7 separate regions of the Mus musculus genome follow, and regions 2, 3, 4, 5, 6 and 7 are each linked to region 1. Evidence: chromatin contacts called from public Hi-C and promoter capture Hi-C data. All regions are on one chromosome and are shown on one strand. Each heading gives the region's core, a stretch centred on a gene start, on an enhancer-like site or on the middle of the called end of the contact. The rest is flanking DNA. Distances are from core to core; before and after follow the strand shown. Region 1 holds the start of Depdc5 (DEP domain containing 5). Region 2 holds the start of Ost4 (oligosaccharyltransferase complex subunit 4 (non-catalytic)). Region 3 holds the start of Preb (prolactin regulatory element binding). Region 4 holds the start of Htt (huntingtin). Region 5 holds the start of Slc5a6 (solute carrier family 5 (sodium-dependent vitamin transporter), member 6). Region 6 holds the start of Grk4 (G protein-coupled receptor kinase 4). Region 7 holds the start of Mpv17 (MpV17 mitochondrial inner membrane protein).

Region 1 (3,199 bases), core at 524-3,023:
GCAAACCTATAAAGGCTATAGAGTAAGAGCCCATCCAAAAAATGAAATGTAAAGTTTAAAAGGACTCATTGAGGTCTGAAGTGATTGCTCCTTGATAGTGTGCTTGCTCATAGGCACAAAGCATGGGTTCTTTATCCAGATCCACGGAGAACAACGTGGGAGCACATGCCTGAAATCCCAACACTTGGGTATGAAGGACGGAAGGAAGGGCAGTAACTCAAGATCAGCCTCCAGTGCATACTGAGTTCAAAGCCAGTATGAGCTCTAAGACTCTGTCTCAAAAACCAAACCAAACCAGCTCACTTTGTCAGTAATTCTGATTTCTGAAGTAAAGAACATTAAAAAAAAAAAAAAAAAAAAAAAACCAGGAGGAAGGACTTGGATGCAGTCCATAGAGTCCTTTTCTAGTAAACTTGTGGCCAAGCACTCACTACACAGAAGAAAAACAAAAACAAAACAAACAAAAGCAGGAGGAAAATTAACTCAGGTGTGGTAGAGTATTTCCAGATACACAGGCAGGAGGATAATGGGTTCAAAGCCAGCTTGGGCTACACAATGAGTTCTAAATGAGCCTTGGAAACATGGTAAAACCTGGATTCAAAATACAACCCAACAAACTCTGAATGTGAAGAATGCTTTTCAAAAAGATCCTGTGCTCTCATTTCCAACCATCCCTGATCTCTGATACTGCTCCACTCTTACCTGTCCAGTCTCCCTTGTGATATGGGTAATTTTTAAGGCACATCATAACTTCAGCCAACTTACACAATCCCCAAATATCAATCAATACTGACCACTGCCCCCAAAGCCCTTCTTGTGGATGACAAGTTTGTAGACCTTTGTGGTTCTCATTTTGTCTTGTGATTTCTTCAGCTGTTCCAATCTTGGAGCAGGGAAGTCATCTTGCTTTCCTGCTACTGAAACACAAATAAAAACATCGAGGATGTCAGGCTTCCTAAATTTGCTCTTTAATTTTAGACCTTGAAGGTACTGGTGGTTGTTCGGCTGAAAGGCGTGCCAACCCTTGCATTATATCGCTCCTCCAATTACCAAGAGAGACAAACAAATAGAAGTGTGCTTTAAAAATTAAAGGGAACTTGGGCTCAGATCTCGTCCATCCTCTAAAGCTATTTTCTCTACCGCATACCTAAAAGGGAGGCTTGTGGTGAGAGGGGCACTACCTTGTTTTTGTCTGCATCAGGAACACCAAAATAGTACAGGGATATTCGAAGAGGTTAGTCCATCACATAAGTAGAGGAACGTCAAAACAAGGGATTCGCCCAAGGTCACTCGAACTGTTATGCACTCCCATGACTCGCGGTCCACTAACAATGTCCTGGGGAAAAGAGAACTGAGGAAGGCTGCGGTTTCCTTGCCGACCCCTCTACTGGTACCAACTCTCAGCGGACCGTCCTGCCTCCATTTCACCGCTGCGGTCCGGGAAGCTTGGTGAGAGAAAGACTGGTCCAAGGTCACACGGGGAACTGCAAGAAGAGTCGGGCCTCGAACCTGGCTCAGGGACCCTTCCTTCAAGCCCCTCAAGTCTCAGCCCGAGGTTGGCGCTCGACTCCCCCCCCCAACCCCCCCACTTCCAGAGCCCCTGCGCGCCTCAGGCCCGGCCCGAGGCCAGATTCCGGACAGATCTCCCCAGGACCTCCTCAGGATATCCCACCTGAGCCCCCACAGTTCGCGCAGCTTCCGCACCAGGGCTCTAGGAACCAGACAGACAGCACCACCGAAGAGCGCTCACCTGAGCCCGCGCCGCTCCCGAGGCTCCGCCCCGAGTCCCCGCCCCTCGCCAGTCCCTGCTCAGCCGGCTTGGCCGCTCTAGCCCAGCCTCCGCCTCGTCTCGGTGGCCGCGCCACTTCCTCCTCCGGGGCTGCGGGGAGGTGGGGGGGGCGGGGCGGGGGGGAGGCTGGGGGCGTGGCGTTGAGTCCGACTTCAAACCGAGTTCCCGTTGGCGTTTCCCGCCACCGTCTACAGGGCTGCCCGCTTTGCATGGAAAATTTGAAAATAGAGCCACAGCCAAGACCTTCGTTTCAGAAGAGCGAAGTGATTTCGTAATAGGAGAAACTCGAGAGAGTCGACTCTTACCTCGCGGAGCTGTTTCCATGTGTTTGACGAAGTTAATAACTAAACCTGGTCCAGAGGGCTATTGAGAAGTGCAAAAGTCTCTGCGGGTGGTGGCTCCCCCTCCTAATCCAGGTTCTGTAGAGACAAGAGTGCTGAACATTCCCTAGAGTTCTTGGGCTATGTAGCAAGAAAACGGGGGTGTGTATAATTCATGAGCGAGTTACTAACTTATTGAAAACTGTTAAATATAATTAAGAAGTACAAGTTAATGATAAGTACAAATGTAACATGTACAGAGACAAGCTTGGAAGGAGAAACCAATTTACATTACCCATTATATACTCTTTTGTTGTCAAAATTAAACCTAATGTACATAAGTCAAAACAAGTGTACAGTAAACTTAAAGTTTGTTTGATTAAAAAAAATATTCAAAACATTGAATGCCCGAGTACAATGGGTTAAATCTACAATAGGCTCGCATGGCAGAAGGCCCAGTAGTTTCCTTAGATGGGGCATAAATCATCCAACCAGAGTAAATTGCGTGGTGGCACACGCCTTTAATCCCAGCACTCAGGAGGCAGAGGCAGGCGGATTTCTGAGTTCGAGGACAGCCTGGTCTACAAAGTGAGTTCCAGAACAGCCAGGGCTACACAGAGAAACCCTATCTCAGAAAACCAAAAAAAAAAAAAAAAAAAAAAAAAACCAAAAAAACAAAAACAAAACAAAACTGTAAGTTGTGTGTTAGCCTCATTACAGAGTAAGGATTCATGGGAAGAAGAACCTGCTAGAAGGCCTGACCTGTTCCCACCTTGTAGGCCAAAACAAACAAACAAAGCCAAAAACCTCCTTATCTAAAGATGAATTATTCCTCATGTCTCAAAAAATGGAGGTGGGAAAGGTAGATTCTCTTGTCCATTGGAGGATCTCAGAGTCTGCACCACATCCTAAATGACTTAAAGAGCAGAGACAAATAGCAAGATGCTATCTATACACAGGGGAATCTGTCCTGTGAGTGCTATGAGACCCACTTGCTAGTTCAGTCAGCTACACCCTCCACCCTGTTAGCAAAAGCAACTTTCAGGAAACACACCCTAACCGTGTTCCTTCAATAAAGGAGGATGCCAGA
Region 2 (3,199 bases), core at 490-2,989, 2.0 Mb after region 1:
AGGCACAGGAAGGGAAAGGGAGGCAAAGGTCATTTCTGGGTAGTTCTAAAATAAATCTTTTCCCGTTTGTCCCCGACCTTTGGACAACCTCCTGAGTCGAACTACTGTGTTTGTGGGGGAGGGGGGACGTCAGAAGAACTGTCTTTAGCCAGCTGCAGGGCCTCAGTTAGATTACCTTCTGGACCTATTTCCTTCTTTACCAATAAGGAAATAAAATAACAGTAACAAGTCGTGGAAGCGCCTCTCAGTTGTGCTGTCTAGGATGCTATGCACCCTGCTCTGGCTCTTTGAAGGCTGAAGCTGGCTTCTCGGGCCACGGGCAGCCTAGAGGTACTGCTTCTTTTAAAACCATAGACTAATTCTGATTCAATTGCATACCTAAGTGGTTGGACTTGGATCTGCTCCAATTTTCCAGGAGACACGAAGCATAATAATGTGTAATCCTAAAATCTAGACATCACTCTCTCAGGACAGAGCTGAGGACACACAAACTCATAGAGGAATGCCTGGGGAGAGCACGTCTGAGGCTTTAACCATGTTGTGTGGAGGGCACGTAGGCCCGGGATTTCTAAATATGAAACTTCTGGGAAACAGTAGGTGGTGGCTGGACATGGTGGGAGGAGGTAGGCAGCTGTAAACTAACTACTGAAGGCAAGTATTGAGCTTATGAGCAAACTGGACACAAACCACTGATAGTCTGAGACCAGAGAAACCAACATTGGAATAGTGCAAGCCAGCTCACTGTGCACACAGGAGGCAATCTGGTCCCCTGTCCCAGCTGCTCCAGCCCTATAGCAGCTCCTGTAGAGTTTTCTTTGGCTCAGAGAAGCAGAGGCCTCCCCTGAGCCCAGGCCCCCCCTTTACCGCAGGGCAACTGGCTTCCATTACCCCTGACAGCTCCAGAGCAACAGTCCAGCCCCTGGCCCTGTCTGGCTCTACATCGTTCCCTTTTATGGCGAAGCTAAGGAGAAAGCAAAAAGGGGGAAACCTACTTCTCGCTGGATAGAGGGCTGAAGAGATTCAGGGTGCTGCTCCCCTCACCAATGACCCTCGGATGTCTGAATGTCTATTGCAGCCAACTCTCTTCCTCACCACAAACCTACGACCCCTCTTGGCTTGTCCCAGCCCTTCCTTTCCTACCCCCTCATTCACACCCGTGGGGTGATTTCCCACTTGGCCGAGGCCCCACGTTTGGTTTTTGATTATCAGAGAGTCCACCCTAATTCTGACGCCCACCCCACACTGGCCTGAAACTGGCACTGATCAAATAAGTTGTCATGGTCCGCCTCTTTGGTAGGATTGTGGTTTCAGAAAGACTACCACCCGTGAGGGCACTAGCCTCCTCAATCCTGTCCCTATTCTGCATCACCTTCCATTCCATCCCCACGCCAGCGAGCCTGGGAGGGGACCGGGAGGGCAGGACCCTAAGGAAGCACCTGGCTGGGTCGAGCAGGGAAGCGAAGGGTGGGCAGGAAAGTGGGTCGGAGCCTAGAGGTCAGGCCCAGCCTCCCGCCTGCTGCACCCTCGCCTAAACCCACTCCTGGGCTCCAGGGAGGCTGTCACCACAGCGTCTGAAGCTAACCGCGGATTCCGCCGCGCCAGCTGCAGCCAGCTGCGACCCGGGCGGGATTCCCGCCCCTGCCGAGCGGACCACGCCCCGTTCCGCCCTCGCCGCAGGACGGCCATTCTAGGCTCCGCCTAAGACCGGCTCTTTTGCGCGCGCCGCCGGAGCAGACGAGACGGCAGGGTAGAGAAGCCGGAAGTGCCGCGTTGTTCCCCAGCTAGCACTACGAAGTTCCGGCTCAGGTCGCCTACCTCGAGTTTGTGCGTCTGTAGTGTCGGAGTCGGCTGAAGCTGGTCAGGTGAGGGGCTCGCAGGCGCCGTTTCATAGGCGAGCCCGGCGGAGGCTGGATCGTGGTGGCGAGGATCTGGCTTAGTGAGAGAGCAAGGAGTGCGTGAATCGAGGCTCAGTCCTTCCCCTTGTCCACAGGATGATCACGGACGTGCAGCTCGCCATCTTCGCCAACATGCTGGGCGTGTCGCTTTTCTTGCTTGTGGTCCTCTATCACTACGTGGCAGTAAACAACCCCAAGAAGCAGGAATGAAAGTGGCGCTTTCTCCGCCCCAGGTAACGGTCGGGGCAGTAGCGCTCAGACTCTGGACAGCTGAGTGGTGAGGCCGATCCAGGGCCTACACTCTTAGGGAACTTCAAGTCAGAAAGTGTCGAGCCAAGCCTGATAGCCCAGAACCGAGCTCCTTCGTTCGCATTGTGTACAGTGCCTTGATGTATTCTGCTTCAGTCCCCCTAAACGGCTTACTCTTTGAATGAAGATGGGTTTTCGGAGCCATCCTCATTCCCCATTTTGAGGTTTCCAGGAGATAGAGGCCAAAGTTATAGGGTATGGTTACACGGAGGCGCTGACCAGTACAAATAAAGGCAGTAACTGCCAATATAGGGGGATCAAGCCCTTAACAGTCCCACTTTCCCACGGAACCTGAGGCGTTAAGTAATTTGGGGGAGGGGCGTGGTAGTGAAAGATGGAGACTTATTTCCATGTTCTGAAGCCAAAGACGTTTTATGGGTTGACTACAAATAGAAAGCATGGAGAAAAAAGGGAGGGAGCATAGTCTGGAAACCAAGTGTGCTTAAATAATATAAAGGGAATGGGTTAGATGGGGGCTGGCTCCTTAAGGACCTCCCCAGCCCTGCAAGGAAGCTGCAGCATTTTCCTTACTTCGGGTCTTTCCCCTTTTTTCTAGGGTTCCAGGACATAGTCTGAGGCAAGATGGAGGGTGTGAGGGCCTTCACACTTCACTTCATCTCTCCTACCCATCACAGCATACAAAGCAACTACACCTGGATTTTTCCAAACAACTTTTATTTCCTCAAAGTCTTCCTTAACCCTATGGAGCAAGAAGCTGCCACTGAATAGGGCCCAGTATAGGGGCTGCTTTCTTTTCTACTCCCTCCCCCCAATACAAAAATATAGATATATATATATAGATATATATTTTTTTGTGGTCCCAAAATCTTGTGCTGTGGGGGAGTGGGAGGGAGCAGGTCCCTGTTTTGTTCTGTCTTAAGGTGATGTTCTGCAAGGCCTTGGACAGTGTGGCCGACATTCCAAGGAGCTATGGTTGTCACATGGTACCAGCAGCTGGAAGACGGGACTAACGTATCATTTCACTGTGTTCCCTC
Region 3 (3,199 bases), core at 203-2,702, 1.9 Mb after region 1:
CTGGCTGCCAGGTGCTTAGCGACCTTCCTTTCACTTGCTCAACAGTGTTTTACAAACAGGAACTGACATAAAATAAGAGAAGCGGCCAGTGTGAACTGGAGTTTGCCTAGTCATTTTTCATTCACACAGTGAGAAGTTCTGCTTCTTAGGACATCTCTGAAACCAAATATGGAGTGTTTTCAGACACATCTCCAATTCTAAGACACCAACTAGGTATCTGTCCAACAATGGAACGAAATTTCTAACACCACCCACCCACAGGTGTTCACACTGGATAGATCCCATAAATCAAAGGGACTGATCCTAAAGGATCGTTTCCAGTGTCTCCAGCTTTGAGTCCTGACCATCTATCTGTACTTCTAAATAACAGGCTGGGAAGCAGAAGTCCCTGTGACTTCCTCTGTCAGTCTGGTAAGTTGTCAGAACAGCACACAGAGCTCACTTCCATCTTCCTTAGGATTTCTCTTCTAGCATAAAGAATAGAACTCAGAATTAGCAGAAGGGAAGAGATGTGTAGGGCAAGGTACATGGAGGATAAAGGGTGAAGAATGCAGTACTTCCTTGCCCTCTCTGGGCACACCATCCATCCATCCAGCACCTACATGAGACCACCAACCCAGGAGCTCATTGATCCCTATTGTCTAGGGTTGTTTTAAAAACAAATATTTCATCATATGGGCACATACTGGCCACTGGTGACTGAATTCAGTGTCAAGTTCCTCTCTCCTCCCTGAAGGCTAGTAAATGGGCCTAAAATTGGCTTCTTCTAATCACGTGGTTTGTTCAGCTGCATATGGGTCCAAAAGACACCATGGTAGTATAAATTCATGTATGGTTGACTGGGGCTCATTATGAATCGCAAAAGACATCAAATACTAAAATATAAACCATATTCAAATAATGGTCCTTACATCTCTATAATGTGAACATGTTCCAAAAACACTTAAATAGTAGGGTAACCAAATAGCCCGGTTTATCTGGGATTTTGTGGGTTTTTGTGCCTAGTCTCAAGTCTTGCCAGTCCCATGAGTTCGATGTTCCAGAAGTGGATGTCAAGCCATAAGAAAGAGTCCAATCAACCGCGGAGGATGCTCTCAAAGTGGGGACTGATTTCTTCATATTAGGATATTAGGAAGCAGTGAATCTGTTTTGGAGTGTCTGTCCTCCACACAACCCGGGAGAACCCATTTCCTCCCTGGAGTAACACACAAAGGCCCGGCTTGTACGAGTCTGCTGTGTATCTCTCCTGAAGTGGGGACTGTCCCAGTCCGAGAACTTTTTAATTCGATTTACTGATCTTCAGTAATCTCTTCTAGCCCCACCTCCCACGCCCCACACAAAGATGGCAGCTTCATCGTCATTCGGGGCTAGGACCCGGATCCGACGCCAGGGTTCCGTGACAGCGCGTCCCGCTAGTGCTGACGCGGATTGGCGTCTTGCGCTTGCGCAGAGAGAGCCCAGGAGCTCGGCGCGTGCGCACTGAACGCCTGCAAGACCCAGTCGGCCGCGCGGGCGCAGATCGGCTGCTTGCGGTGGTTTGAGTGGTGGCAAGTCCAGTGCTGAGAGGGGTCGGCAGTCTTCCGGAAAACTCTAGCGCCAAGTTCCTGAGCTTTCGGAGGCGAGGCGCGGCATGTCGTGGGTTCCGCGGGGTTGGCGGTGAACGTGCGGGCGGGATGGGTCGGCGCCGGGGTGTGGAGCTGTACCGGGCCCCGTTCCCGTTGTACGCGCTTCGGATAGACCCCAAGACTGGGCTGCTCATCGCTGCGGGCGGAGGAGGAGCTGCCAAGACCGGCATAAAGAATGGCGTGGTGAGAACGCAGGGCCACTGAGAACAGGTTATACCGTGGCCCAGGGAGATTCCAGGGTGGCCGGGGGATGCAGAGGTGAGCAGTACCCCTGATTTAGTCCCTACCCATTTCTAGCGGGAGCACCCAGGATTGCCGTTCGGGTGCTGGTTTCACCTGAGCAGAGTGGTTGAGACAGCCAAAATTAGACTGAAAGCTGTGCAGGTCTGCGAATCCAGGACTGTCCACGCCGGATTACGAGAGCTGGTCCAGGGCTCATACGCTGGCCTTTTCCAGGAAGGCACATTGTCTTGTCCATCTTCAAGCAGCTGGAGACGGAATTCTTTTCTTTCTGTAAACTGGACCTAGTAATCTAAACCCTGCTTGCTGTATGAATTAAGAAGCTCCAGTAAGAGAATACAGCTCTAAGCAACAGCAACAACAACCAAAGAAACAAAAAAACAAAAAAAAACAAAAAATAAGAGCTGGAGGTGCGGGAAGCAAAAGTACAACTGAGAGAGACTAGGATTTAATGTGACTTCCGGGCTGGCCTGACCTTTGCCCACTTTGGTTCCCTCACAGCATTTTCTGCAGCTAGAGCTGATCAACGGGTGCCTGAGCGCTTCCTTGCTGCACTCTCATGACACGGAGACACGGGCCACCATGAATTTGGCGCTTGCTGGTGACATTCTTGCTGCCGGACAGGATGCCCAGTGTCAGCTTCTTCGTTTCCAGGTCCATCAACAGAAGGGCAGTAAAGCGGAGAAGTCAGGTGAAGAGCTTTGGAAAAAGTCGCTCTAATTCTTGGTCTCCAAAAACGAGAGATTAGGTGTGGGGCAGTGGTCACATTGAAGTCTGTACTTGGGTCACTAGAGGACTGGTGTTAGTTAATACAGATGCTCAGGTCCATCTGAGGGAGGTGGTGCACAGCTGTAGTCTCAGAGCTTAGGAGTGGAGGCAAGAGGATATTTAAGGCTAGCCTGGGGTGCCTAGCAAATCCCTGTCTTAAAAAACAACAACAAAGGAATCTGGTTCCTGGCAAATTGTTTGTGTTGCAGGTTCCAAGGAGCAGGGACCTCGACAGAGAAAGGGGGCTCCTCCAGCAGAGAAGAAATCGGGAGCACAAGTTCACCCCGAAGGGGTTGAACTCAAAGTAAAGAATTTGGAGGCAGTACAGACAGACTTCAGCAATGAACCGCTGCAGAAAGTTGTGTGCTTCAACCATGATAACACCCTGCTTGCCACTGGAGGAACTGATGGTCATGTTCGTGTCTGGAAGGTGTGGTTTTAGGGGCTTGGGGGGGTGGGTGAGTGTTAGTTGCAATAACACCAAAATTGTGAGAATCTGAATATGCATTCTGTGAAACTTGAGTGGCCATTGGGGTAAGAGGGATGGGGATTTCAGCGTTCTCGCT
Region 4 (3,199 bases), core at 492-2,991, 1.9 Mb before region 1:
AGACTCTCAAAAGCAAAAAGAAACTACTTATCTAGAGGATAAGAAGTTTTCTATTCACACTTTTCACCTTATAGAAGGAAATTTTATTCCTATATTTTGTTCTATCAAGTAAGCCACCTTTTCTCCCCAAATCTTTATTTAAAAAAAAAAAAAAAAACAAACTCTCAGGACTGGGAACATAGCTCAATGATATCACCAGAACACTTATTTTCTAAGTGAGTTTTAATGATGACATTCTTTAGTAGGTTGTTCCCAAAAGTTCTCCTTATTAATTATACAAATCCAGATTAGAAATAAAATGCCCAGAGTTGAGAGAAAGGACTGAGCTGCAAGAGAGCACAGGGCTCAACACTCAGCATGGATTTCCAGGAAATGTTTTGAGCGTCTCTTTTCTCTTAGAGCACTGTGACTCATGGTCTCTCTTCTGTTTCAATATTCTCTCCAGTCACAAGCAGCTAGCTTCCAAAGATCTATAAGATGTCAGCAAAGAACTAAACAGGAACTTTTACTGGCACAAAGTCAGAGTCAGAGTGGCCTATGTTCTAAAACAAGCCTGTCTGCAACACTAGTAAAATTCATTCCCCGGTGAAAACTGAGCACCACCAATGTATCCGTTTTATATAGAACAAAAAATCGATAGGCAGTTAAGTATAAGTCGACTCTTTCATATATATGCACACATATAGTTTTTTATTAATAATCACACCTAAGTAACTCACCATGTACTTGACAAATACAACTCATCCAACTGCCTGCAGACACACAGAAGCACACCTCTCTGGCTATGCTTAAAACCTGGTTTAACTACACTACACCACAAACTAAATGAAACGCCAGGAGAGTACGAAGTGCCTCGAGTCACAGGCTGCTTCAAGTGTCACTTGGAAAAAGAATATCCCATTGGATGCGTTCACACTCCCCCGCCCTCAGCACTCCCGCCGAGACCTCCTAAAAGCATTATGTCATCCACTACCCGCACATCTCTCACGCTGTCCTGCACTCCCAGCTCTTAGGCCTGATGAGGAGGTAACCCTAGAGATCTCTGCCTCTCCAAGTTCTCTTCACAACAGTCATGTGCGCCACCGCCCCAGTTTCTCCAGAAGAGAGAAACAAGTTCGTTCCCTAACTTCGCAAACTGGGAACGGCGAAGGCACTGGAGTCGTGACGCCCCTCAGCGAGTCCCTGGCTGGCCTGACCCGGCTCTGTCTCCTCTGAGGGAGGCCAGAGACCCCGCAAGACGAGGGCCCGGGCCGGGAAAGCCTGGCCTCAGGGAGGTACCGCGACCCTCTGGACAGGGAACAGTGTTGGCCATGCCCAGCACGCAGGCCAGGGGCGCGGGGCCCGGGCGGGAGCTGCGGCGCCCGGACTCACGGTCGGTGCAGCGGTTCCTCTGCCGGACCTGGCAGCGGCGGTGGTGGCGGCGGCGGCTGCCCCTGAGGCGGCGGCTGAGGGGGTTGAGGCGGAGGCGGCGGCGGCGGTGGCGGCGGCGCCTGCGGCGGTGGCTGCTGCTGCTGTTGCTGCTGAAACGACTTGAGCGACTCGAAAGCCTTCATCAGCTTTTCCAGGGTTGCCATGACGGCTTCCTGCCCGATGGGACAGACCCTGAAGACTTGGAGCCTACTGGCACTACGCGGCGCCACTTAGCAGCAAGGCAATGAATGGGGCTCTGCGCGGCAGGCAGAAGCGGAACCAAGGCGCTCAGCCATCTTGGGCCCGTCCCGGCAACCCTCGCGGCGAGTGCGTCCCGTGACGTCATGCCGGCGGAGACGAGGCCACGCCAGACCCGCAGAATTGACAGGCGGATGCGTCGTCCTCTTTCCCGAAGTCAGGACGCAGGCCTGCGGGGCCTCTGCTAGTTTAAGACTCTCCGCCCCGCCGATGTGGCCCCGCCCCTTCCCGCAAAAGCCAGCCCCCCTTAGTGAAGAGGGCCAAGCAAGAGGATGAGGTGGGCGGGGCGGGCTGCTAGATGAGGGACGGAGCTGAGCGGAGAGTGGGCTTTAGGGCGGCTCCCTGGCACCAGCGATAGAAAAGAAGTGAGGAGGTGGGCAGAGGAGTTGGGGAGACCCGGAAGGAAGAAAAGGTTGGAAAGGGGAATGACAGCGAAGAAATTTTCCTGCGTAAAGCCACCCTACACCTGGAGTCACCGGGAAAGCGATTGTGGAGCTCGGAACCCGAAACCCAAAGCAGCTCTCTCTTCCACAAGCCAGGTGGTGGCCTGAGCTTCCCGAACGCAGCGTGCTGGGAGCTCCCTGCAATGAGAAGGGAACCAGAGTGACCTGTATTCAGGACCAAAGAACCCTTTATGATCCGTGGACCCCGAAGCCCCAGAAGTGTCTGCAGTAGAGAAGGCTGAGAAAGGGTTTCAAGCAGGCAGCGAAGGCTGAGAAAGGGTTTCAGGCAGGCAGCAGTAGTTACTGTCCAAAGAAAGGCTGTGTTTCATGCAACTTTGGTCACACACTCTACATTGAGACACGGACCCTGGAAAGTGCTGTGGCAACCAGCCAGGACCTACAAGGGGTCTCATTGCCACCAGCGCTGAAGTCCTTGTCTCTAGAGCCTCCATCTCCCAAAGGTGAGCAATTAAAGCAGGAAGCTGAAAATGGTGTGGATACACCCAAGCTGCCCCTGCAGTCTGCCCAGCAAAAAGTGTTGGCTTCAACCGGGCATGGTGGTGCATGCCTTTAATCACAGCACTTGTAGAATGCTTTTTGAGTAGCATGCACGAAGCTCTGAGTTCAATCCCTGCATTTTATAAACCAGGGGTGGTAATCATGTACTCTGCAGGTAGAACGAGGATCAGGAGTTCCAGGTTTTCCTTGGCTTCATAGTGAATTCAAGTCAGCATGGGCTGTATCAGAACTTGTCTCAAAAGAAAAAGGAAAAGGAAAAAGCCAAGCAGTGATAGAACACACCTTTAATCTCAGCAGTCTGGAGGCAGAGGCAGGCAGATCTCTGAGTTATAGGTCAGCCTGTTCTACAAAGTGAGTTCCAGGACAGCCAGAGCTACATAGAAACCCTGTCTCAAACAAACAAACAAAACCGTTCCGGCTTCAGAAAAAGCTGTCTGGAGGTGATCCATGCAGTGAGAAACCCAATGAAGCTTCAGGCTACCTGTAAGAATCAAATGCCCTATTCCATGGCCATAAGGCACTCCATTTTCTCGAAATGGCCAAGTATACAGAAACCAACACTGTTACTG
Region 5 (3,199 bases), core at 481-2,980, 1.8 Mb after region 1:
GCCTATAAAATGGCAAAAACTATGATTTGTCATTCAGGGAAAAAAAAATCAAAAGATCATTTACTTATCGAAAAATCATCAAATTCAAATGTTTAGAATCGAGCATTAAATGTCTCCACTTAGGTACTAATATTTATCCCCAGAGCCTGCTAGGCAAGTCTGTAGACTCCAGTCTGGGAACTCTAAAAAGTTCAAAAGAATATTCAAGGATGTCTTCTCCTCCCTCACCCCAAGATGGTGCCCTTCTGATTCAGGCAGCATCGGGCCTGCATTAGCTTCGATGTATCCTCACAGTAAGCAGCCACTCTGGACAAATTGTGCATACCTCCCGGACACAGGGTGCATATCTGCAGAAGAGAAAGAAACCTGATTAAGACTCCAGAAAGAAAAAAAAAAAAAAGAACAAGTCAGTAGCCTTTCCAGAATTCCCATAATGCAAAGCGGAAAAGTGCCTTTTGTAAACAGAACCCATTTTTTTCCCTTAAAACCCCCGCACCAAATCAGCGCACTGTACGAGAGAAGATCCTCGTGTTTGTGCATTATTACTTGACTATACTGTGTCCTCTCCAGAGACTTCTCCACCTGACAGGCATGGTTTGGCAAGTGTTAAAGGGCTGCAGGTACACAGCGTACTCAAGCATCACTATATATTTAGATAGATAGATAGATAGATAGATAGATAGATAGATAGATAGATAGATAGATAGATAGATAGATAGATAGTCGTGCCATTGCACCACGCACAGCATTCGTGCAAGGAGAGCTGGCAGAAGAACCCTGGGACTCGTCTGGGAAGCACTATTTAAAATTATTCAAAAGCAAGGAGATCAAATTTCAAAGGACTCTGAATGTGGGCAGGGCGAAGGTGCTAGTGGCCTGCACTACGTGAGTACTGGACAACACCATCCCCGCAGGCACAGGGCCCGGGGAAGCTTCAGGGACAAAAATCTGAGCTTCCGACTGGCCAAAGGGACAGACACCGGCGGGCGAGCTGGATTCCGGGCTGACGGCCAGCAACCTTCTTCAGCCAGATCTCAAACTTTCTTCTGTACCTCAGGTAGAGCCAGGGCCCTCTCCACGCCCAGAACCAGGAGCAGGGCGGCCGCCCGAGAGCCGCCTGACTCCCGAGACGCCATTTCCCACTGCTTTCCACCGTCTTGACAGCTCGCGAGAACCGAGCGCGAGGCTCCGCCCCCAGCGTGTCACGCGCCAGCCTTGAGGCGAGGCTTAGCTTCCAAATCCTGTCACTCTGGGGCGTGGCCTGGTCCGCCCGGGGCACGAGCCGTGGAGCCCGAGGCGTAATTTGCCCGCAGGTTCGGGCTGCTCGCGGAATTCTGAGCTCCTGTCCTGCGCTTGCTCGCGGTGGACAGACCCACCATCTCTCCATTCTTCCTGGAGCGCAGGCCTGTCCAGTTAGCGCTTAGTTGCCTTGAGCTACTGCATGACCCTCAGCCCGGTGCGGACGCCCGGGCAGCTCCATCCGCCCTTAGTAAACATGGCGGCGCTGGGACCCGGGAGGGCGGGGGTAGGGGGCGGGGTCCTGCTGTCCCGCTGTCACCAAGTCAGGAGGTGCGAGCCGAGCCGAGCCGGGCCGGGCTGGCCTGCGGGCCAGCTGCCCTCATGTGGAGATCTCAAAGGTGGGCAGGGCGGGTGTAGGATGGGCCGGGCGAGGCGGGGATTGGGCAGGGCCGGAGAGACTGAGTTCAGTCGCCTGGAGGCGGGACTGGAAGGGGCGGGGCGGGGTGAGCCTCTCGGTGTGGGCTTTGGGGAAGGTCTTAAATACTAGTGCAAAGTCGTGGGTTCGCCACGTGCGGAGAGAAGGGGAAAGCTGAGCCGAGAGAGGGTAAGGGTGATGGAGGAGTGAAGATCGGAGGGCGAAGGGCAAACGCTGGCAAGAGAACACGAGCCTGGGAACCCTTCACCTTAATGTTGCGTAGTGTTCTGCAGCCCGGGCAAGGACGCGAAGCGGGAAAGACGCTTCCTTAACTCATGTTCTTTGCCTTGCCAAGGGGGAAAAACCAATGCTGGTTTCGGAAAGAACGTAGGAACTTTGGTAGCCCTGGCCGAACCACCGACGCAAGGCAAGCAGAACAGCAGCAGGTCTGACTGGAAGGGCGCTGGGAGAGACCCATCACACCTAAGGGGACAGCTATTGCTCTGGGTGACGACTCCTCAAAAGGTAACTAGAGACAATTAGAGCTCATCTCAATTAGCCTGCCAATGCTTCCATTCCACAGGCTCCAGGTATCTGCCTGGAAATCCTGAATTTGCATTTATCAATACATTTAGCTGGTGGGATATCTTGTTTTAATGAGAAAGGCCATTCAGATCTTGAGGAATATTAAGCCCTAGATATTGGTGACAGTTGGCCCTGCAGGTGTTCCCTTATATTTCAAAGGGGGAAGAGGGTGAGGACTTAGCTCTGGCATTCCTAGTTAAGTCTTGTCCCCAGTACTGAAAGAAATGAACCCACAAACCTCAATACCTTTCATTGCAGATAAGTCCCATGCAATGTGAGACCTTTTTAAAAGACATGTCCACTGTTGTGAATCAGTGGAGTTTGTAGAAAGCCACTGTTCTTTTCCTAGAATTGGATCGTATGAAAGTTGTGTTACTGCTGGCTTGGCGTTTTCCTGTCTGCTTACCTCTTCTTCCTCTATCCCAGAGGCTTCGTGGTTTCTCAACGCAGATAATTAATCAGGAAACTCTAGAAGCAGAGGAACCAAATCGGTACTACCCGACCACTTGGTGTTTTATTTTGAGACCGTGTAGCTTTGGTTGGCCTGGAACTCATAGAGATCCACCTGTCTGCCCCCTGTGTGCTAGGATTGGTCTAGAAGGGTTTTTTCTTTATTTTTTGTTTTGTTTTTGTTTTTGAGACAGGGTTTCTCCGTGTAGCCCTGGCTGTCCTGGAACTCACTCTGTAGACCAGGCTGGCCTCGAACTCAGAAATTCGCCTTCCTCTGCCTCCCAAGTGCTGGGATTAAAGGCGTGTGCCACCATGCCCGGCTTGTTTTGTTTTTTCAAGACCGTATTTCTACAGATATGGCTGTCCTGGTATTCACTTTGTAGACAAGGTAGGCCTTGAACTCTAGAGATTCCTCTCCGTCCGCCTCCAGAAGGATTAAAGGTGTGTGTCACCCTCCTTGTCTATCCTCCTCATCTTCCCATAGCAGTGACAGCTTGCCAAAGAGAAAGA
Region 6 (3,199 bases), core at 339-2,838, 1.8 Mb before region 1:
TTTCATTTGTTTGTTTCTTTGATGATAGCTCTAGTCTCCATAGTTCTACTATAGTAGAACTCATAGTCTACTCCATAGTTCGCAGACTATGGAGCCTAGACTGCCATTGCACAGAGGATCTTCCTGCTTCAAGCCTCCTCTCTCTGCTCCTTGCTCACAGGGGTTTCAAAGCCCTTAGTTTGGTATTCAATTCTGGACACCACTCACTATAAGAAATTTCTGACAATGTTTCTTGTTAGGGCTTCCCATATTGAAAATAGTTATATTGTCCAATTAAGATTCTTCTTCCTGAAAATCACTTGGAACGTAAATGGACTTGTGGGGTTTTTTGTTTGTTTGGTTGGTTGGTTGGTTTTTCGAGACAATGTTTCTCTGTGTCGCCCTGGTTGTCCTGGAACTCACTTTGTAGACCAGGCTGGATTCCAACTCAGAAATCCACCTGCCTCTGCCTCCCGAGTGCTGGGATTAAAGGCGTGTGCCACCATGCGCCACCACTGCCCGGCTAAAATCAATTTTTAAAAGGAACAAAAAGAAAAATCAAAAACATCTGTTACTCACTGGTTTTTCTCAAAGAATATACTTCACATTCTGTGAGGTGAACACACTGAAGCTTCTTAATAGCGTCTACTTCCCATGGAACCTTTGCCTGGGTAATCCTAGAAAGTGTGCAATGCATAACTTTCCATACTCTGTCTTTCAGATTAGCAGCGCTGAGAGTGAGATGGAACTCAATCAGCCCCTTGTGCCTGTTAGGCTAGCGCTACTGTTTCAAAACAACAAAAGTTAGCCCAGGATCACTGACTGACACCCGCTAAGCTGCAGCTCCAATCCAGAATTGGTTCCAGTAGAATCAAAACTCCCTTATTAGACAATAAGGTACCAAGGAATCAGGATTCTCTCCAAGGTTAAAGTTCCTAGGAGGCGCTACCTTCGGGGAGACGGGGAGCCCGGGGTGCACCCACCTAGACGGGCCTTCAGCAACAGATTGTTGGCCACGAAGTTCTCGAGTTCCATGATCGCTGTCCTGCGCCGTCGCTGCCGCGGTTTCCGACGTCGAACTTTTCGGAGTCGAGGCAATGGAGACGGGGAAGGCTGCGGGGAAGGAGATCCTAAACCCGCGGCAGAAGCCTCGGGGCATCCCTTGTCCTTTGAGGAACGCGGCTTCTGGACGGTGGCCCTCCGCGACAGCGACCGTCTCTGTCGCTTCTTCCTCCGCCTCCTCCGGGGTCGCCACAACTGCCAACAGGAGCGCTGCCGTCGTCGCCGTCGCTGTCGCCGTCGCGGTCGCCGCGGAGATGGGACACGGGTAGGCTCGCTACGGGTTCCAGCTCTGTTGCTGTCCCGGCAAGGGGCTTCCGCTATCGGCGCCGGCGCGCGGTAGCTCGAGCTCCTCTCAGCATCATCGCCCAGGCCCAGGGCGCGTAACTCTCTCCTCAGCGCCGGGTCCTGGGCAGCACTCAACCTTCGCCGCGCCCTACCCTACCGAGGAGCTTACAAACTCGAGAGCGGTCTCCAGCGGCGACGGCGACAGCTCCAGCAGCGGCAGCCGCAGCCGCCAGTTAACTCGCAAGACAGCTGGGCCCCGGCTAACGGTTTTCCTCCAGAGGGAGCCCGAGAGCTCCCCTCGGGGCGGCGTCTGAGGATACTGTGGCGGCTCTCGGGACACTACAGATCCCATAAGGCCCAGCGCCAGGAAGTCGAGGAAGTGTGGCCTCCTGGGAGTTGTAGTCTTTAATCCAGTAAACTGTAGTGCCTGTTTAGTGTCATCCAGGACTTGTGTACTTCTCGCGAAATACGGGAAGCTGACGCACTCATCGCGAGACGAAGCTGGGCGTGGTTTTACATCAGCATCCTATGCACGAGTTTCTTGAACTGCTTGGTCTGTACGCACTGTCGTCCAAAGTGTGGCGGAGTGAATGTCATGGGGAAAGCCAAGCGGACTGGGGCGCGGAGGCAGGTCCACAAAGCGCCCGCAGGGGCGTCCGGAGGCCCGGCGAAAACTAACCCAAACCCATTTGAAGTGAAAGTCAACCGGCAGAAGTTCCAGATCCTTGGCAGGAAGACGCGCCACGATGTGGGCCTGCCCGGGGTGTCCCGCGCTCGTGCCATCAGGAAGGTGAGGGGATAGGCTCTACCCAGGTTCTGCGTACTATGCCCAGTGGCTAGTGAAAGCCATTTGGGGAGAAAAAGATTTATTTGGCTTACACTTATATATTTCCATCATTGAGGAAATTAGAGGCAGGAGCTGATGTAGAAGTCATGAGGGGTGCTGCTTACTGGCTTGCTCTCTATAGCTTGCTTAGCCTGCTTTCTTAAAGAACCTAGGACCGCTGCTAGCACATAGGTGGGCCCTCCGCGGTCAATCACTAATTAGTAAAATGCTCTTTGGGCTTGCTTGCAGCCCGGTCTTATGAAAGTATTTTTTTCCAATTGAAATTCCCTTCTTTCTGATGACTATACTTTGTGTCAAGTTTGCCTTAAACTAGCCAGCAAAACGATCAGGACTGAGGCATAACACTGCCTCTCCTTTGCTTGATATCGAATGCGCTTCCTCTGGAAACCCTTCCTCCTTGGGATCTTCCAGGTATACATTCTTCTTGACTCTTCTTGGAGCTTTTAGGGCCTAAGAGTCAATCTCTTCTGAGCTCTGAGCTGCCCTGTACCACTGCTCTGTATGCTTTGACCATGACAGTATTCGTCCCGTGGATAGGGTTTACAGAGTATGCTCTTTGAATGTTTGGAAATTGTCCTTCCTCTGAATTTCATGAGCTTGTCCCTTGGGAAGTCACTGGAATAGTACCTTTTGGGGATAACCTCATAGCTTCCATCCTTGTTCTTATGGCCCCATCTCAAGAGTATATTGTACCTTCCTTTCAAAACCAGTTCAACAAATGGCATTCTCTATGTAACTGCTGACGTTCGTTTGACTTTAAAAAATAAAAGTTTGTGAGTGCCGTTTGTGCTGTGGCTTTAATCTCTGGGGAATCGGAGACAGGTGGATCTCTGAGTTTAAGGGCTTTATGGTGAGACTCAAAACTTCCAGTTGAGTCTCAAAAAATAAATAAAAGAAATGAGTAAGTAAAAGGCAATTCATGGTTACTTTGAGAAAATTAATAGGTTAGACTTATTGGTAATGTTTGTAAAGGGGATAAGTAAGACCTAGCCTTTGCCCTTCACAGCTACAAATCTGTACTTTGTT
Region 7 (3,199 bases), core at 409-2,908, 1.7 Mb after region 1:
CTAAAGGCTGTGCCAGCGACCCTGCTCCTGGTGTTGATTCACGCTTGAGCTGAGAAGTAACTGTGGGGGCAATATTTTCTGTTCTGTTCTTTCTCCTCTCCCACAAGCCTTTTCTCCTCAGTCCTTTCTTCCCTATCTTCCTTCCCAGTGTAGCTGTTCTTGGTTCTTGCTCTTCTTCCTGTGTGCCTTAGCTTATTCTGTTGCCTTTGACACCAACACCTAAACCTATGTGTCCTTCAAGATCTCATCTCGGCTGGGATGTAGCTCAATGGAAGAGCATGGACTTAGTGTGTGTGCAAGATCCTGGGCTCACTTCCCTCCTGGTATCTTCTCCCCTCCAGAAACTCCCAGGTCAAACCTCACTAAGGGACTTTTATATTTCTCTAGTGGGAGAGAAGGGAGGATAGATAAATGATATTAAGCATTTTCTCGGTTTGGGGTGCTTTTCATATACCCCTGAGCTCCATGGGGTAGGTACTATTTTATGTAATGACAATTAGGTTCTGAGAGGTTAAGCAATCTGAATAAGGCTTGAATCCATATCGCTTAAAAACACCTTCCAATCTTGCACATTTGGACTCCCTTATTATGTCTACTAGTGAAATTCTTTTAGCATGTTCTGTACACAAGAATCTAATTCCCCTGAATTCTTACTCTCTCTAATAGAATCCATCCTTCATTAATCATACAGGAACTGACTAACTGAGCTGGGGGTGGACAGACATCAAATAAGTTGACCTTTTTCAAGGCTTGGAGACGTATACATCTTTACCTACCTCAGGAAGGGATTTGCAGGGAGTTGGGTGTTAAAACTAGAGGGAGATTAAGATTCCTAAAATGTTTTTTTTTTTTTAAATATAGTTTTATGCCTCTTTGCTTAACATGACTAGAAGCCGGGTGTGGTGGCGCACTCCTTTAATCCCAGCACTTGGGAGGCTAAGGCAGGTGGATTTCTGAGTTGGAGGCCAGCCTGGTCTACAGAGTGTGTTCCAAGACAGCCAGGGCTACACAGAGAAACCTTGTCTTGGAAAAACAACAAACAAAGCATGACTCTAGAAACCCATAAAGCAAAACAAACCCTCCATTGAGTTGCCTCTTGTACAGCCCTAGAATTCAAGGAGCCCTGATTGCAAGACAGGGTCATTTTACAAAATTCATGACCAAACTTAAGACAGCTAGCACGGGCGTTCTCAGGTTCTGCTAAGCCAGTGGTTCTGAAAGTTGACTGCTTGTCCAGAAAGATTTTTCAGACAAAACTTAAAAATTTGGTATAAAGAACAAGGAAAAAAAATAGAACAAGTCTGAGTTCTGCTCACTTGGGAGCTTGGGTATACCTGCACTACTTCAGCATTCAAGTTTCCAAACTGAGAAGGGCGTCTAGACCTGACTACCTCCGGGAGACTGACAGTCTGGCCTGATAGTCTGGGGAGAACGAGGGTGGGGGGTGGGGGCAGCCGAGTTACAGGGAAGCACAGACTGTCCTACACCGATGTTTGGTGCAGTCCACGAGAAGGGGGCTGCCCACTCCCCTTAAGTGGTCGGCTGAGCCGCCTCGCAAGGGGTATCAAAGGCCCCACCCACCTGCATTCCTCCTGGACTGCTTGTGTCCAAACAACAGCCCGGCCCGCAGGCAGACGGAAGAGGCGGTGCTCGATACGGAAGTCCCTGGACCAGCTTCGGTCACGTGAGAGAAGGTTCTGCGCAGAGCTGGCACTCAGGTGAGCGGAGGTTCTTGGCATTCAGAGACTTGAAGCACTGTGGGTTGAGAGTTCTTGCAGGTCATGTGACCTTACAGATCCAGGTCTTGGTTTATTTCTGGTGTGTAGTTACTCTTATAAAGGAGATTCCAACTGAATCTGGGGACCTATCGTGTTTACTTGGGGGATGGAACCCAGACTCTGGATGGAAGCCAGAGTAAGTCTAATTTCATGAGTGTCTTAATCAGGACTGGATGCCTTGCTTCAGGACCAGGACCAGGTTACTCAAAACTGCTTCCTTTCCAGATGAATAGTGACCACAAGGCAGGGGCACGGCCCAGTAAGCAAGCTTTCTGAGGCCTCTGTCACTTGCAGAGTTTGGAAGTAAGGAGAGTGAGCATAAGGAAATGGCAGGCATGTTCTTTACTGTGAGGGGCAATGGGAGTGACTTATCCTCTTGGTTTGACAGGGAGCATGGCACTCTGGCGAGCATACCAGAGAGCCCTGGCAGCACATCCGTGGAAAGTCCAGGTTCTGACAGCTGGTGAGTGTCACTCTGGGACCAGAGTATAATTAGAGCAGCTGATTTGAGGTGGAGGAGGAGGCCCATATCACGACACCACCTACCTCCTCCAGTTTAGCCCCCCCCCCCCGGAAGTGTTTCCCTTCTCCTGAACTATTATGTCTGTTTTGGAGGGTGAGCTGTTTCTGAGACCCATGCTGGAGGGGAGACGAAATAGAGACGTGGCTCAGAGGTTAACAGCGCATACTGCTCTGTAGAGGATTCTACACTATGTCATGTAGCTCAGAGCCACCTGTAGCACCAGCTCCAGAGAGCTCTGTCACCTCCAACCACTTGGGGCATCTGCACTCACTTGCACAAACACACACAGTTTAAAATGATAACAATAAATCTAAAAGAGAGAGATGCACAGTCTGTCGAGCAAGACTTAAAGTCCTCAAGAAATTAGGTGATAGTTTCTGTTTTTGTTTTTCAAGGCAGGACTTCTCTGTATGGTCCTGGCTGTCATGAAAATCTGTGTGCCAGGGTGGCCTTCAACTTAGAGATCCACCTGTCTCTCCTTCCTAAGTGCTGGGATTAAAGGGATGTGCCACCACTGCCTAGCCTAAGTAGTCCATTCTTAAAAAGCATTGCCCCCAAGAGACCCCACCTTGGGAAATTAAATGCTTTCCTCTTATACTTTATAGTGTGCTGAGCACATTGTCTCCATGCATAGGCGCCTCCAAAGGTCTGTTAGCAGGAATGAGTCCACATTAAATGACACACCTAACAAGTGCTGAAGTAACTTACTCCATTTTTATACATAATGTTTATTGTGAAGTGTATAAAACAGTCATATATCTAAAGTTTAAATCATATTAAAAGGGAATCCTTCAGTAATCAGCTTTGGAACTCTGTTGGATCCCTCTCTTTCAATTCATATATTCCAGTTTTTATTTCATTTTTAAGACAAGAGTCACACAACCCTGGGCTGACCTAG

Evidence for each region. Promoter capture Hi-C pulls out the DNA fragments that hold promoters and counts their contacts. Hi-C and Micro-C count contacts between places; a contact is called where the count stands out from the background.
Region 2: a Hi-C map of muscle stem cells shows a contact between it and region 1, with 9 times the contacts expected there. The contact joins the promoter of Ost4 here to the promoter of Depdc5 in region 1. A contact is called at or near these places in 4 of 39 promoter capture datasets (the C10 cell line, embryonic stem cells, liver and 1 more), 4 of 484 Hi-C or Micro-C datasets (the Ba/F3 cell line, CD4 T cells and muscle stem cells), 2 of 115 datasets of contacts at active chromatin or transcription factors (astrocytes and embryonic stem cells) and 1 of 9 other capture datasets (adipose tissue).
Region 3: a promoter capture Hi-C map of pre-B cells shows a contact between it and region 1, with 2.7 times the contacts expected there. The contact joins the promoter of Preb here to the promoter of Depdc5 in region 1. A contact is called at or near these places in 2 of 39 promoter capture datasets (liver and pre-B cells).
Region 4: a contact with region 1 is called in a promoter capture Hi-C map of liver, with 5 times the contacts expected there. The contact joins the promoter of Htt here to the promoter of Depdc5 in region 1.
Region 5: a contact with region 1 is called in a promoter capture Hi-C map of liver, with 6 times the contacts expected there. The contact joins the promoter of Slc5a6 here to the promoter of Depdc5 in region 1. A contact is called at or near these places in 7 of 39 promoter capture datasets (cranial neural crest, frontonasal cranial neural crest, hippocampal neurons and 3 more), 1 of 484 Hi-C or Micro-C datasets (B cells), 2 of 115 datasets of contacts at active chromatin or transcription factors (bone marrow-derived dendritic cells and thymic regulatory T cells) and 2 of 9 other capture datasets (adipose tissue and liver).
Region 6: a promoter capture Hi-C map of liver shows a contact between it and region 1, with 10 times the contacts expected there. The contact joins the promoter of Grk4 here to the promoter of Depdc5 in region 1. A contact is called at or near these places in 3 of 39 promoter capture datasets (liver and pre-B cells), 2 of 484 Hi-C or Micro-C datasets (B cells and uterus), 2 of 115 datasets of contacts at active chromatin or transcription factors (astrocytes and large pre-B cells) and 1 of 9 other capture datasets (liver).
Region 7: a promoter capture Hi-C map of liver shows a contact between it and region 1, with 8 times the contacts expected there. The contact joins the promoter of Mpv17 here to the promoter of Depdc5 in region 1. A contact is called at or near these places in 4 of 39 promoter capture datasets (hippocampal neurons, liver and neutrophils), 4 of 115 datasets of contacts at active chromatin or transcription factors (astrocytes, bone marrow-derived dendritic cells, embryonic forebrain and 1 more) and 1 of 9 other capture datasets (adipose tissue).

What each region holds. Positions count from the first base shown.
Region 1 is chr5:32,862,295-32,865,493 of GRCm38.p6, reverse strand. It overlaps Depdc5 (DEP domain containing 5), which reads right to left and starts at 1,773. Exons shown (of 43, transcript NM_001170567.1): 1 at 1,673-1,773; 2 at 795-917. The coding sequence starts at 852.
Region 2 is chr5:30,906,328-30,909,526 of GRCm38.p6, reverse strand. Ost4 (oligosaccharyltransferase complex subunit 4 (non-catalytic)) reads left to right here and starts at 1,739. Exons shown (of 3, transcript NM_024460.4): 1 at 1,739-1,862; 2 at 1,991-2,128; 3 at 2,761-3,011. The coding sequence starts at 1,992. The coding sequence ends at 2,105. It overlaps Agbl5 (ATP/GTP binding protein-like 5), which reads right to left. Exons shown (of 16, transcript NM_001374737.1): 16 at 2,863-3,199.
Region 3 is chr5:30,958,580-30,961,778 of GRCm38.p6, reverse strand. Preb (prolactin regulatory element binding) reads left to right here and starts at 1,452. Exons shown (of 9, transcript NM_016703.3): 1 at 1,452-1,808; 2 at 2,367-2,556; 3 at 2,843-3,063. The coding sequence starts at 1,674.
Region 4 is chr5:34,760,282-34,763,480 of GRCm38.p6, reverse strand. It overlaps Htt (huntingtin), which reads right to left and starts at 1,741. Exons shown (of 67, transcript NM_010414.3): 1 at 1,372-1,741. The coding sequence starts at 1,574.
Region 5 is chr5:31,046,610-31,049,808 of GRCm38.p6, reverse strand. It overlaps Slc5a6 (solute carrier family 5 (sodium-dependent vitamin transporter), member 6), which reads left to right and starts at 1,730. Exons shown (of 18, transcript NM_001360022.1): 1 at 1,730-1,843; 2 at 2,010-2,179. It overlaps Atraid (all-trans retinoic acid induced differentiation factor), which reads right to left and starts at 1,169. Exons shown (of 7, transcript NM_027855.4): 1 at 1,053-1,169; 2 at 229-347. The coding sequence starts at 1,136.
Region 6 is chr5:34,658,768-34,661,966 of GRCm38.p6, reverse strand. It overlaps Grk4 (G protein-coupled receptor kinase 4), which reads right to left and starts at 1,588. Exons shown (of 16, transcript NM_019497.2): 1 at 963-1,588. The coding sequence starts at 1,014. It overlaps Nop14 (NOP14 nucleolar protein), which reads left to right and starts at 1,819. Exons shown (of 18, transcript NM_029278.2): 1 at 1,819-2,116. The coding sequence starts at 1,922.
Region 7 is chr5:31,152,710-31,155,908 of GRCm38.p6, reverse strand. It overlaps Mpv17 (MpV17 mitochondrial inner membrane protein), which reads left to right and starts at 1,658. Exons shown (of 8, transcript NM_008622.6): 1 at 1,658-1,718; 2 at 2,167-2,241. The coding sequence starts at 2,172.